Linked DNA regions of Mus musculus: all the other regions are linked to region 1. Evidence: chromatin contacts called from public promoter capture Hi-C data. All regions are on one chromosome and are shown on one strand. The core of a region is the stretch at or near the end of the contact, and the rest is flanking DNA. Distances in the headings are between cores, read along the strand shown.

Region 1 (2,684 bases), core at 58-2,557:
ACCTGCTTCTACTAGGGGAGGCAAGCTGATTTTAACTGTTAGTTTTAAGTAGTTCTTCATCAGCATGCAAAACAAGGCCCCGTAACGTGGGAAATTTATATAAAAACCTTTGATAAAAAGCCACCTTACTGCTGCAGCCTCCCACTCTTAGGTGTCCTTTGCTGTGGACCTGGGATTTTCCTCCTCCTTATCATTCCCTAGGCATTGTTTAAGTGGTTCTTGTTTTGGTACAATCCCCCATAATATTCCAGAAAGTACTGTTCTGTGAGTAGACGGAATAGTTTTTGCTTCTTCACATCCAGTGCAGAGTTGTAATTGGAGACAGATTTCCACCCACAAAGGCTCCAGATGTTAAAACATTTCCCAACATCGACTTAGTACAGTGACGGCAACACCTCCCTCCCGCCCCTCCCAGTAGGGTTGGGATTGTACTGTATTCCCTACTGGTTTACCCTTCCCCCCTGTAAAGGGTAACATTTTCCCTGGGTGCAGAGGCTCCCATAGTCTCCAAGACTGACGGACCTGCAAAAAAACAAAACCAAGTTCATCTTTAATACCTTCCTCTGTTTCAGAGCCAATGGAGCATAAATCCAGTCCAATAACAATTCTATCTCTAGCAATAGAGAAAATAAGAAAATGGGCAAATTGACTAAGATCATGCTATGTTCTTCTGAGACTCTGGACAGTCTGCATCAGATATGAAGGAAGGCAAACCCACATTGGGAACATACAGAGTCTAATGCTTCATATAATGAATCCTGCCTTGCATGCTACTTATCTTTACCTCTTTTAGCAGAATGGCCCTAAATTCAAACTGAACATTTCCTGCATAATGCCACTTTACTTTCTTAAAAAATAAAATCTTAATTTAAGATAGTCACTTTCCTTTTTATCCAATGTCTAAGGAAACAAATTCTAATTTTACCCTACTAGGGTCAGAAAGTAGTAATGTCCAGAAATAAAACACACACCCATTTTCTTGATGTTCTTAATTAGTTCTCCTTTCAACTACTTAATGTGCTTATTTTCTATATTCTCAGGCAATCTCATGTTGCTGATGTGAAGTTTTAAAATTACTAACACAGTTCAATGTGAAGATAGACCTAAGAAATCAACACTACTAAGCTGGTTAAACCAATGTCTGACAATGGTCCTTTCACAAAAAAAAAAAACAATCAAACTTTGAACACTTGGTAAATGTTTGAATGAATTCACAGTGGTTAATTAACCCACCAGTGAAGTAACAACCAGCCCCTATTCTCCTGCTTTTAAATGGGAACACAAAGTAGCAAGAATAAAGGCCACCGTGGCACTCTTAAATCTAACTAGGAAACAATTATTTTCTACCTGATCCAGAAGCAGGATCATCAGTTAACCTTAGTTGGTGGTGGCACCAAAGAGACACCAAAGAGACACACTACCAAGACTGCCTCTTCAGAGCTAAGTCACCCCCCCACCCCCACCCCAGTGCATTCTTAGGATCAGAGAAAGCAAATGCTGACACCGAGGGCTCTTCACTGAAGTGAACATCACAGAGGGCCTAGAGAGTCTGAGGCTACAAACTGATTTCTACTCCCTGCTAGGCTAGGTAACTCAGGTAATGAATCTTTCTGGCTCAGACTTAACAAGCAGCTAGCAAAAACCAAAATGAAACAATCCCAACCCTTGTGATGTACAGGGTACTACAATTTAGTAAAATCCACATTTTTACACATTTAGTGTGTCCTTTGGCTTTCAGATAGGTCTCAGGTTGTGTTCAGGTTGAGCTCACTGTACTGGTCTAAATAGTGTGCAAGGCAAACACACCAAGCTCTGTCACTATGCCCACAGTTTCACTCTCAGCACAACTCACCAAGGGAACCGTAGCTAAGCAAGAACAGCTTAGTCTGGAGTTGTGAACAGAGATTATCTAGAGCAAACACCCAAAGCACTTGGCTCTGGACTTCTTCAAACCCAGTCTTCCATGAACAACTTTGAAAGAATGTGGGTGCCTGACACAAGGGTGTAAAACATCATCTACTCCCAGAATTCAGTTTCAATGTTAAATGTGTTTCCTTAAAGGTTATAACATAAAGCCTCTTGCCCTTGCCATGTGTAAAATTATAAAGTTAAGGCTTCAAAAATGAACCACTTTTGCCACTGCTCCCCACCACCGTGACTAACCGCTCTTGTACAGAAAGAGAGTGAGAAGAGTAAACTAATGTAGATATCAAACTAGTGTACCAACCAGGATCTCTGTTAAGAGAGTGTGTGTGGGTATGAGCATTATTTGACCACACTATTAGTCTTTCACTCTGAACATTTCTAAAACTTGTAACTTACCCCTAGTTTTGGGACTGCAGCTTAAGTGTATTAGATTAAACACCATAAAAAGCTGCAAGACGCTCTTTTAAGGGAAGAGGAAACTGGTCAGAGAATCGCCTCCAATTTTCATCCCCAACTTGGTTTTTAAATCCATGAAGGATCTGCAAAGAGTGACAAGCTATTAACTTATTAATAAAGATAAAACCTCAGATCTATATAGCTTTAGGAGTCAAACATTATTGATGTTAATTATGACTTTTAAACATTTCAAGGTATTAATTCTCAAACCCTGTTAATTAAACTCTCTATACCGTATGACTTCACCAAAACCACCTCCATGCTTTAAGTTTAAAACTCAGGCAATGTCCTTAGCAATATGA
Region 2 (2,684 bases), core at 50-2,549, 1.9 Mb after region 1:
TCTGTAGACCAGGCTGGCCTCGAACTCAGAAATCCGAGCCTCTGCCTCCCAAATGCTGGGATTAAAGGCGTGCGCCACCGCCACCCAGCTATAGGCTGCCAGTGTTTCACAGCAAGACCCTGTCTCAAAAATTCAAAACAAGTCTGTTATGAGTTTTAAAAAAATTTTTAGATGTATTTATTTTATGTATATGAGTACACCATTGCTTTCTTCAGACACACCAGAAGAGGGTATCAGACCCCACTGCAGATGGTTGTGAGCCACCATGTGACCTCTGGAAGAGCAGTCCAAGTTCTTTAACCACTGAGCCAACTCTCCAACCCTTTGTTATGCATTTTAAAGGTCTGCAAAAAACCTGTTAAATTTTTTTTTCTGCAAAGAACCACACAGCAAATAATTTAGGACTTGGCAGTCATATAGCCTGTTTTAACTATGTAACTCTGACCCTGTACCAGAAACCTGTGTCCCAATAAGCTGTATGAACACTAACATTTAGATTTCATGCATTACAAAATGTTTGGCTCCTATCTCTATTTAAATACGGAAAAACTATGCTGTAGTTGAGCTGTATGGCTCTTGCTACGCATACACCAGACGCTGCTTTTCTTAGCTTGAAGAGTTCACCATAGGCAGTAGGATAAACTTGGTCCAGGCCTTAGACTAAAGTTTCTGGCCGCCAAATTTTCTCTAAAAACTGCTGACTGGGGAGCATCATCGTCCTGGTAGGACGATAAACAACCGAAGCTTCTGGTCAGCAAAGGGTCTTGGTCCTCAAGGTGGACTGTGTCCTGTAACTTGGCGGTAGGTACTGCTCAGCCAGCCCGGACCACAGTGGCAAGACAGCACCGGAGGCCGGGTCGCAAGCCTGGCTCAAGACGGGCACAGCGCCACGTCCTCCTGCAGAATGTCCCACCCCAGCCCACTAGCCTCTCTGCGCGGAGGGCATCTTTTGCGGCTCTCTTCCCCACTGACAGGCCTAAAGCGGTGAAACTGATGGTGCCGCAAGCTTCGGAGCCCTAAATCAGCCAGGGAACCTGAATAGGAACCCTGAGCCTCCCGAGTGGGGGCGGATGCCCGCCGGGAGCACCTGAGCAGCAGGCTGATACGGTCCTCGATACGCTCCTCCGCGGCCTGCGACAGACCCCGCTTCTCTTCGCAGGCCTCAGCCCCGGCCTCAGACCTCTCCCGCGGCTGCTCCTCCATTGCAAAGGCCCGCAGGTTTGAACGCCACAGAAAATAACCCAGCAGTTCTTCCCGCCACGAAATTGGTTTCCGGAAGTTCCTACCCTTCCGGAAGGGTCCCGCCCCTTCCGCCCTGAGTCCCTCCTTCTGCTTCTCCCCTTGCAGCGGGTTGCCGTGGTTACCGTGCTGCGTTCCTTTTCTGAGGCTTCTTTCCACAATTGATTCTATTCCTCTAGCTAAGACTTTCACCAACACAGGCCATCGAAGCCTGTGGGTAGGGATAGATGGAGACGGGGCTCAGTGGTAGAACTCTTACCTAGCATGCCTAGTGTCTTGAGAAAACTTAGGATATAACTTAAACTGTATCTTTAGCGTGGCCCGGAGGGGTAAAACTTAGTGCTTAAACAGATGTCAACAGTCGTCCTGGCTGGCGCTATTATTGCCCCTATTATTACACTCCAGGTCAGGGTTTGGAGAATGGGTTTGCCCTGCATCAAATTCCCTCCAGAACTGGAGTTACACGCAGTTGTAAGCCACTTGATGTGGGGGTTAGGAATCGAGCCTGGGTCCTCCAAAGAGCCAGTGCTCTTAACCGCTGAATCATCTCTCTAGCTTCTACTCTCACTTTGAGAAAGGGTCTCATGCAGCCAAAGCCGATCTTGGACTATCAATCCTCCAAGTACTGTGAACCTGCAATATTATATTGAAAGGCTTTCTTGCTGTTCCGAGAACAGATCTGGGGTCCCTATTATAACTCCTGAGGGCCATACCTTTAGTTTAGTGGAGAAATGAATGCCTCAACCAGGAGGCAGTGCTGGCACATGCTCTCCAGACTTTACCATGCCACTAACACGCCCTTTCAGTTCCTGGCACGGGTACTCCATCCGACTATCAGTGAAAATTCTATCAGAAACTGGAAAGGGTATCTGCAATCCTAGAGCAGGAGGTTGGGCAAAAATGTGATGAGTTCGAGGCCAGCCTAGGATACACAGTGAGTATGAGACAGAGAACATGTCAAGATCCTGTCAGAGGGTTGGGATTAGAAATCACGTTGAGAATTGGGTGCCCCCAGTGTCGCTGACTTGACACTTGAGCCTTGACGTTGAGAGGCGAAAATGCTGTACATGAGCCTTGCGTGGTCACTTGAGGGATAAGTCCTTGCAGAACAAACAAAACAGCAGCTCTTTGAAGGGGAGGGCTGTGGTCCTTCATAGCTTTTGTCCAAGTTGATCATACCATGCTTATTGTTAACACAGTCCTGTTATCAAAGTACTACAGCTGCCATTTGTCTTTTTAAAGATTCATTTATTTATGTATATGAGTACACCGTAGCTGTACAGATAGTTGTGAGCCTTCATCTGGTTGTTGGGAAATCAGTTTAGGACCTCTGCTCACTCCAGTCAGCCCCCACCCCTCACTCAGTCCCTGCTTGCTCCAGCCCCAAAGATTTACTATTATAAATAAGTACACTGTAGCTGTCTTCAGTTGAACCAGATCTTCAG
Region 3 (2,684 bases), core at 67-2,566, 1.2 Mb after region 1:
ATGCAGAATCTAGGTTAGATGTACAATTTAGGGACATGAAAGTATAAGGACTACTTGGAAAGAGAAAAGGAGACAGCAAAAGAGTGGAGAGGAGATAAGAGAGTCATGTATGTACATATAGTGAAGTGTATTTATTACTTTGTACAATTAGTATATAGTAGTTGTATTTTGTTGTAGTGGTGGTGGTAGTTTTTTTGAGAAGTTATTTTGTAACTTTGGCTGTCCAGGAACTGGCTTTGTTGATCAAGGTGGACCGAACCTCACAAAGATCCACCTGCTTCTGCTCTGTGTGCTCTAGGTGCCTTCAGCCCTTCAGGGCTAGGACACCTCTTACCACACAGCCGCACAGCTATCTGATTTCTAGTTAACGTTTCCCAGCCCCAAATGACTTTCATTCCTACACATCCAGGCCAAATACTTAAAATACCGCACAAACAACTTAGTGCTTAACTAAGTTAACTTCTTCCCTGGCAAATAACTGCTGGTTCTATGAATAATTCAGACGTTATCTGTAGAGGCCATGAAACAGATTTAAATGTTCCAGCTTTGATACTTCACAAATTATGAGTTGCTTCTTTGGCCAGGGGAAGCCACTCAGTCCCAAGAAAAGCTATGTAAAGACATTGTGAGCTGTGTATTGTTAATATAACTATTAAGCGGAAGAGTGTAAACTATCGTGCTATGGTAGTTCCTAAAGGTGGCTGCCACAAGACCGCTAAAGAATATACCCAGCCATGCAAACACGAGGACCACAACTTCGTGATTACAAAGTTGCCAAACCGGTCTCGGGCATTTGTAAGTTGTCCAAGCGACAATGCTTTGTGGGGTTTTGAGAACCACTGATTTGAGTGACACAAAATGCCAGTACCAGTCCTAAAAGTGAACTAAAATCTCACTGGAACGACTTCCTTCTGCAAACTTCACAGGACCCTACTGAGTCCCAGAATGACGCCTGAAGCTGCAAAGGAAAGAACAGCAGAGATCCAAGCATGCCCACCCTCTGGCCTCCGATGACTCCGGGGCAGGAAGGCGAACAGGCCTCCAGGACGCTCGCTCAACCTACCTGGTAGGTGGAGGAGGCCGAGTCAGGCTGGGTGCCCAGTCGGGCCACTGAGTCCCCGTGATAGGCACGCTGCGGGGGTACAGCAGCCCGACAGCACGGTCGCAGAGCTGACCTCAGCGCGCCCCACATGGCGATGGCAAACACCCAAAAGAGAAAGAGAGCGGCCCTGCAGCTCGGTTCTGCAGCTCCTGGGGGCTGCTCCTCCAGAGTCCTTGCAGCACCAGCCCTGGTCCATCAGCTCCCAGGCCAGCCCCGCACACGTGCCATCGCAGACCACCTCCAATTGGTCGGCGCTGCGCGCCACGCCTCTCTACTCCGCCAATGAGGCGCAGAAGAGCAGCTGCGCGAGTCCAGGTTCCATCGCGAGCCCAGGAACACTGGGCCGAGTAGAGCGAACAGATAAGTGGCTGCTGTCCTGCCGAAGCGTTTGTCACAAGCATGCACCCGCCTCTAGCCCATGTACTGCAGAGCTTCAGCACACCTGATCATTTTTAGAATGTGACAGATTGTAGACATCAGTACTGGGATCTTCACACCAATAAGGATTAAAAACACTCTGCGAAGTGCCTTAGTGTTGTTTTGTTTTGTTTTGACTCGCACACTTTATTGAATGCTTACGTGTTACTACAGCATGAGCAAAGTAAAAGCGCCAGGAGCATCAGAAAGATGAACAGGCTAAGGAGAGGGTCGGCTGTGCCCTAGGAGGAAAGATGCTGTAGGAGAATAGCACCCGAATAAAAGCCAGATTGGGTAGAAACACATAACTAAGATGGGAGCCAGGCTTGGTCGCTCTGTCTCCCTTGGGGACCATAGACTCTACCACTCTGCAGCTTCAAGAAAGAAGCCCGACCCACAGAAAACTATGGTAAACCAATTGATAGAAGGCTTGTCAAAGTTTCTGTAGCTTACTAAGTGAAGAGTCCACAGACTACTAAGTGAAGAATTTAGAGGCTAGGGTGGGCAACAAAATGAGACATTGTCTGAAACCAACTGTTTTAACATGAATCTTGAAGACAATGTCATCATACAAATAGTGTTGGGCTGAGTGGTAGAACGCTTGCCTAGAATGCAAAAGGCTCTAGGTGTGTGTGTGTGTGCGCGCGCGCACATGCACACAGAGGAGAGAGAGAGTAGGTGAAACATGCCTACTATATTAAATGGTGCTAATTTAGAAGGAGTGGCACTTTGTGTGTACAGACGTGGGTACGGTGTGTGTACAGAAGCACACATGGACACATGGAAGCTGGAGAATGTCAGTATCAAGCCATTACTCTGCCTTATTCCTTTGAAACCAAGTCTCTCACTGAACTTGCAGCGAGGTGTGCAGCTAGAAACCTCTGATCCTTCTGCCCCTGCTCAACCCAGTGCTTTTACCCACTGAGCCCTCCCTAGCTCCAGAAATGGCCAGCTTTTTTAAAATCTAAGAAAAACGAAGGCCTAAGTCAAATCAAAGTGAGTTCACCATGACATAAGCATTCTATCTTGCTACAAGCCGACCCCAAATAAGATCTTGTAATGTGGAAAATAACTTAAAGATTCACATGGCATCCAAGAAATGTAAAAGAAAACAAACCAAAGCAGAGCATTTGAGCTGAACGAAACATTTATTCCTGGCAACGAG

What was found. Promoter capture Hi-C pulls out the DNA fragments that hold promoters and counts their contacts.
Region 2: a promoter capture Hi-C map of cranial neural crest shows a contact between it and region 1. The contact joins the promoter of Cenph here to the enhancer-like site in region 1. A contact is called at or near these places in 4 of 39 promoter capture datasets (the C10 cell line, cranial neural crest, embryonic stem cells and 1 more) and 1 of 9 other capture datasets (liver).
Region 3: a promoter capture Hi-C map of the C10 cell line shows a contact between it and region 1, with 11 times the contacts expected there. The contact joins the promoter of Mccc2 here to the enhancer-like site in region 1. A contact is called at or near these places in 12 of 39 promoter capture datasets (the C10 cell line, the HPC-7 cell line, cranial neural crest and 6 more), 1 of 484 Hi-C or Micro-C datasets (pre-B cells) and 3 of 115 datasets of contacts at active chromatin or transcription factors (astrocytes, large pre-B cells and stem cell-derived neural progenitor cells).

What each region holds. Positions count from the first base shown.
Region 1 is chr13:98,844,099-98,846,782 of GRCm38.p6, forward strand. It overlaps Tnpo1 (transportin 1), which reads right to left. Exons shown (of 24, transcript NM_178716.3): 23 at 2,323-2,465; 24 at 1-522. The coding sequence ends at 2,358. Among named protein-coding and RNA genes, the nearest start is that of Gm34995, 29 kb to the left of the region's middle. Within about 2 kb of position 1,308, at least 7 of the 459 cell types and tissues checked have an H3K27ac peak or open chromatin away from gene starts, as enhancers often do.
Region 2 is chr13:100,774,600-100,777,283 of GRCm38.p6, forward strand. Cenph (centromere protein H) reads right to left here and starts at 1,300. Exons shown (of 9, transcript NM_021886.2): 1 at 1,088-1,300. The coding sequence starts at 1,203.
Region 3 is chr13:100,014,323-100,017,006 of GRCm38.p6, forward strand. Mccc2 (methylcrotonoyl-Coenzyme A carboxylase 2 (beta)) reads right to left here and starts at 1,317. Exons shown (of 17, transcript NM_030026.2): 1 at 1,064-1,317. The coding sequence starts at 1,192.